Regions from separate parts of the Sus scrofa genome. Here region 2 is linked to region 1. Evidence: chromatin contacts called from public Hi-C data. All regions are on one chromosome and are shown on one strand. Each heading gives the region's core, a stretch centred on a gene start, on an enhancer-like site or on the middle of the called end of the contact. The rest is flanking DNA. Distances are from core to core; before and after follow the strand shown. Region 1 overlaps FOXN3 (forkhead box N3). Region 2 has its middle 200 kb from the start of FOXN3.

Evidence for each region. Hi-C and Micro-C count contacts between places; a contact is called where the count stands out from the background.
Region 2: a contact with region 1 is called in a Hi-C map of liver, with 1.5 times the contacts expected there. The contact joins two enhancer-like sites. A contact is called at or near these places in 1 of 47 Hi-C or Micro-C datasets (liver) and 1 of 2 datasets of contacts at active chromatin or transcription factors (alveolar macrophages).

Annotation. Positions count from the first base shown.
Region 1 is chr7:111,209,043-111,211,975 of Sscrofa11.1, reverse strand. The region is part of intron 3 of FOXN3 (forkhead box N3); the gene reads left to right. Among named protein-coding and RNA genes, the nearest start is that of FOXN3, 130 kb to the left of the region's middle. Within about 2 kb of position 1,410, at least 8 of the 83 cell types and tissues checked have an H3K27ac peak or open chromatin away from gene starts, as enhancers often do. A contact at or near this core is called in liver, where this site is marked.
Region 2 is chr7:111,535,051-111,537,983 of Sscrofa11.1, reverse strand. No RefSeq gene overlaps it. Among named protein-coding and RNA genes, the nearest start is that of FOXN3, 200 kb to the right of the region's middle. Within about 2 kb of position 1,428, at least 76 of the 83 cell types and tissues checked have an H3K27ac peak or open chromatin away from gene starts, as enhancers often do. A contact at or near this core is called in liver, where this site is marked.

The DNA of each region.
Region 1 (2,933 bases), core at 161-2,660:
GGGCTTTGGCGAGTTCCTCAGGCTCCCAGCTCTGTCCCTGGCCTCAGGTCCGGCCGCACTTGCGGTGGAGTGGTCCCCAGCTGGTCCTGGGGGCAGATGGACAGATGCAACAGCTGTGATGTCCTCTGAGGCAAGTCTGGAACAACAGCAAGAAGGAGAAAAGTGAAAAAGATGTACAGATCTGAAGGTTTTGAAATGAGGCGCTGGCATCCTCAGCCCTGCCCTGCCCCCTGAGTCTGGCCCTGAGGTAGACCAGCAGTCAGGCAAGGCGCCCCATCCTGGCCCAGGCTCTGATGAACTTCAGTGCCCTTGGGCAGGTCCTCTGCCTCCCCAGGCCTCAGCTCCTCATGTACAGGAGGGCACACGGTGGAGGACAGCCTGAGAACCCCTCAATGGCCCATCCCTGTGCTCCCTCCCAGCTCCTGCAGGCTGACTGTCATCAAACCAGGCCCAGAGCAAACCCCAGTAAATCTCAGGACGAGCTGCAGGTTAGAACCTAGCCTGGGTTCTAACTGTGACCTCGGCCAAGTTAACCTGACCTCTCTGAGCTTCCATTTTTGTCATGGCTATTGTGACATAAGAATACCTTTCTCAAAAGGGTGCCATGGGCATTAAATTAAGTATCAAAAGGCGGCATCAAATGCATTTGTGCCTGGCCCACAGGAAAATCAGTGCATTTTAATTTGATTTTCCTCACCATCCCAAGACTTTCTCTTGATAATTGTATAGTCTCATTTTTACGCATGCGGCCTCCCAACTTGACCCCTATCTATTCATTTGCATTGAAGGGCATCTTTATATATTATAGCTTCTGTAGTTTCCACTAGATGTAGGATCTGTGAATACCCAGATTCCTTTAGAGTTCTCTTTCCCTGTGCTTTAACCCTGCATGCGGATTTTACCCAAAAGATATTTATCAATGATCTCCCTTCGAAGGCAGAGCTCAGATTGTAAGTGCAAAATAATGTTCTCCTGGTTGCTCAGGGGTCATTGGCTGCCCTCCCTCCCTTTAGTCGGGGCAAAGGGCATATGGAGGGGGAGGGAGAAGTGCCCTGTAGCCCTCCCCTCTAGTGACAATTCAGTGATTTTTGCAGCGTTGGTATTTCTGGCCTTCATCTCCTTTCCCATCTGTCTGCCGAGGCCCTGGTGTACCTCCAGGTGTCACAAAGCCTGACTCTTTGGATCGGGTCACTCTTGAAGCCTAAGAGACCCATCAGTCTACTCTGGGATGGAATGGTTATAAATTCCAAGCTGTTGACTCCAAAGCACCAAATATTGTCAGAAGACTACACATTTTGCAGCTGCTGTGGAACATGCAAATGTGCCTGAGGTGGTGCCGGGCCAGGAATCGCTCCAGCTTTGTCTCATTCATTATTCCTTTGAAAAGAAGCCTCCCTCTGCTCCTAACTGAAAAGAAACCTCCTCTGAACACTTAGTGCAGAACAGAGCACTTGAAAGGTAAGGCACTCTGGCTCTCCCTTCCCTAATCATAGTGGGAAAAGTTTTCACCGCAGGCCGGCCAAAACAGTCAATTGTACGCATTCTCCACCAGATACATAATCCGTGCTTAAATCTCCTGGCGGCAGCTCATTAGTTTTCTTTTTTTCTCCTACATTCTTTTCTTCTTTGATGAGAACAAAGCCCGTCTCCTCCCTGCTCCAGATCTTCCTTCTTTCTCCCAGGAAATCTCACTCTTTTCCTTTCATCCCTCAAGAAGAAAGTCACCCAAGCAGTGTCCTTTCCTACCTGCTAAAAGATGGTCGTGAGTCTTTGTACTTTCGAATCTGTGTCCACAGATTTTTATGGCGGATCCTGCAAGGAGGTGTTCTGGCCAGAGACCCGGGCCTGACACTCTGAGGCCCCGTCACTTGAGCAGTGCCTCCTCCCAGCTCTTTCGTGGGCTGTTCTCGAGAAAGGCAGGATTGCGCATCCGGTAGCACCAATGGAATTGTATTATTGCAGCCCTTTGAAGCTCCCTCTTTCTAACCCCCTCTTACCCTCACCTCTTAGATGTGGAATTTTCTGTCATCGCTGTTGTTGAAGTCAAAGTCAGAAGCAGACCGACCTGAATTTCTCTAATGCGCCTCTTTGATGCGGAATAAAACAAAACTCACTCCCCCCCCCCCCCCCGATATGCCCAACTTCTGCGAAATGAATGAAGTCATGAATGTAGGCTCTTGAGCACTGGTAGGATTACAGGCAGACCCTGGAGATATTGCGGGTTCGGTTCCAGACCGCTGCAGTAAAGGCAGTAGCGCCACAAAGCGAGTCATAGGAAATTTTTGATTTCCTGGTGCATATAAAAGTTATGCTTCCCCTATGCGCCTGTCTTTTAAGAGTGTAGTAGTGCTACGGCTAAAAACACGGTGTACATCCCTTAACTGAAAACCGCTTTATCGTGAAAGATACCATCATCAGAGCCCTCCGTGGGTCGTAGCACTAACATCACGGGCCACAGATCACCCTAGTGAATATAACAGTAATGAGAAAGTTTGAAGTACTGTGAGAATGACCAAAACGTGACACAGAGACACGAAGGGAGCAGATGCTTTTGGAAAAATGGCACCAATAGACTCGCTTGATGCCGGGTTGCCATAAACCTTCAATCTGTGAAAAAAAAAAAAAAAATGCAATTATCTGCAAAGAGCAGTAAAGTGAAGCACAATCAAATGAAGCATGCCTGTGTAAAGAATTTAAAATCTCATTAGTCCCTCCTGCTTTGAACCCTAAGCCATTCGGGATCTTGGGTGGGAGGCAGAAAACCAAGCACCTGCTCTGTGCCAGACTTGGCATAACAGACATGATATATGATATATATATATATGCAATATGCAATCCGTCTTAATTTTTTTAAGAATCCAGTGCGTTTAATTTTATCGCTGTTTTATATTGTCGAGAACTGAGACTAAGAGAGGCAGTCCTGGGCCTGCAAA
Region 2 (2,933 bases), core at 179-2,678, 330 kb before region 1:
GACAAGATGGAAACTTAACCAGGGAACATGTGAATCTGAATGCTGCAAGGGGTGGACTGTAGTGTATGCTTTTGGTACTTTGCCCAAACCCTCTCAGACCCCCTTTACTTGTTCACCGTCCCCATCCTCTAGCTTCCGGGTGCTTCTCTCCTAATGGCTCACACCTCCAGCCTTCAAAGAACTACCCTTAATCTATTAGAGTCCCTTCACCTAGACTCACCCTGGAAGTGTTGGGTGTTCAGGAAGGCCCATCGCCAGGGGCTGGTAAGAGCAGGGGTGTAAAAACCCAGCTCCCTTGCTTCAGGGCCGAGCAACTCTCTGTGTAATTTGTGCCCCACAGCTGCCTCTGGATCAAGCTGAGGCTGGAACTTGACCTTACATTCCTGCCTTGCTTGCCTTATCCTCCTGCCCTATTCTGCTTCCCTTATTTGTGTCTTCTGGAAGCTTGTCCTTAATAAATTACTTGCACAATCAAGAATCAAGACAAAACAAGACAGTTTCCTAATAGCAAATAAACTCTCTGTGCACAGGCCCTGTTTGGGGGGGGGAAATCTTTTAATCTCCCACAATACGTAGCCCACCATGGGATACACACAACAAGTTGATCTGGATTTTGGCAAATTCTTTGGTTTAGATTCTCTTCCTTTAGTAAGAATCTGAGAACCCTAAGTTGCAACTCCCTTGCTACATTACAGACTGGGACATCTGTAAATTATCGATGATAAATCAGTGTAAACTCTATGTGCCAGGTTTTCTGGACAACCTCGATTTCAGCTTCTCCATCTCCTTGTCAGACCATTTCCAGACAGCGTGTCCCAGTTGGTGTGTTGGTTGGATGGCAAAGGACGGGACGATGTGCTAGCCAAGAGGCAGCTGACGGAGGACACTTAACTATTTAAAAAAAAAGCAGGGACCTTGAAGTTAAGCAAGACTGGACATCAAATTCTGGCTCCACGCCAACCGGTTCTCCGACCGTAGCCACATTTTATTCATGTTCAAATGAAGGTACTAGCTCCTGCTTCACAGCACAGAAAATGAGTTCATGTATGCCAAGTGCTTAACATTGCTCCTCGACCTAGTAAAGCTCAAAAAAGGGTTCCTTTCAGAAGGCGGATAAAGGTCCTCAGCGGAGTTTGGGGACGTCACTGTCCTTACACAGCCAGTCCCGGGAGAGGCAATGCCGAAGTGTTTCCGTTCATTTCTCCTCTGCGGGCACAGGACACAAGCCAAATGAAGAGAGGACGTCTTCCCGGCCGGAAGGGTCGACCTCAAAGGAGGACGGCCCGGGCCCTGGGCCACCATGTAGCTCCTCGCCCGCCGCTCCGACCCTCCCCCACTTCCCTCCGGGCTGGGCTGAAGTAGGTGAAGGGTGGAAGCCTAGAGACTGCGCCGCGGAGGCGGAAGGCCGCCGCCGGTTTCCTAGCAACGGCCGCCCCGCCCCATCCCACCCTGCGTGGCGCGGCGGCGCCGGGAAGCGGGGGGCGGGCCGCCGTTGCTATGGTAGCGCGTCCGCCCCGCCGGACGCCGGCGGAACCTGCAGGAAGCTAGGGCTCTGGGCCCCGCGTGAGCTGCGGGGCGACCTTCCCCCACCCCACCGCCAGCTCCAGCTTCGGTCCGGCGGGGACCTGCGCCATCTGTAAGCGTGGCCGCCGGGCTGCAAGGCCGCTTGGTCCCCACTCGCTTCCCAGCCGCCTGGGCCAGCTAACGGCCTGGCTGTCTCGTGAGGACAGAGTTGGTCATCCGGGCCAGGTCTAGGCTGAATTAACTGTTTTGGAATTTCATTGGACCTTTTTTCCTCTACCGTTGCAAGAGACACGTACATGTGTGTACACACACACACACACACACACCCAGGGTCCCGTTCTTTTCTATCAAGTGTTTCACCTGAAGGATCTTTAATCTTGGAAAGAGAATATGCAGAAAACAGAGCGGCTTCCAAAATTAGCCTTTTAAAACGACACTACAAATAAGTATCATATTTCATGAGGCCCATTTTTAAACTGAAAATGCCCATGGCTGGAAGGGTATTCTGGATTCTGGACTTGAATTTGCATTCTTCTGAATTCCTCTCTGCAATGATCTGCGTTTGGGCAATTCAGTTGTGGGGTATTAAATTTAAACGTATTCGCCTCTAGCTAGTGTTGTGTGTTCTGATTGCTCTGTTAAAGGACCCACTCACAGAAACAAAGCCACATGCTTCTCAGTCATCCTCCGGCTCGGCTAGAGAGTATTTTTAAAAGGGGCGGAGTCAGCCACGTGTTTGTGAGTTTAATCAAATTGACAAGGGCTCTGAGCGAGAAAAGCTTGCTATCTAATGGCAAGACAGCGTTAGGTACATAGAGATGTGTTCTTTTTGGACTTATTTGAATTAGAGCTTTTCAAACAGAATCTTCTCTTGCATATATTTTTCTCGATATGCTGCAACTGGAAAATTTAAATCAAAAATCCTATTTCGTATATTCATTTTTATGGTAAATGTGTCTAGGCTGAGATTACGCATTTTCCTGATCAACGAGGAAATGCGCCGCAATCACTGTGAATTGAGCACCTTGCTGATTGAGCAACACTTGAACCTGGAGGCAAGAACGATCATAATCTCAGAATGAGAATCCTCCACAGTATATTTCACAAGCGTATTCACAGCTAACCTTTTTCTACCCTAAAGGATCATTCACTTGGAACTTTTTTATTTTGCATTTTGCCGGAATGCTTCATCTCTTAGAAAGCCACTTTCACATACTTTTTCACTTGGAAATGTAATTGTGTTGGGCAAATGATCATATAATTTATATTTGTGTGTAAATATGTGTGTTTCTGTATTTTTCCCTGGTGTCAAAACAGAACTTTTATTTCACATGGTGAAGAGTAGAGGATAAATTCTGAAAGCTAGATCAAGGATCTGAAAATAATGGTTTTATGTTTAGCACTAACTG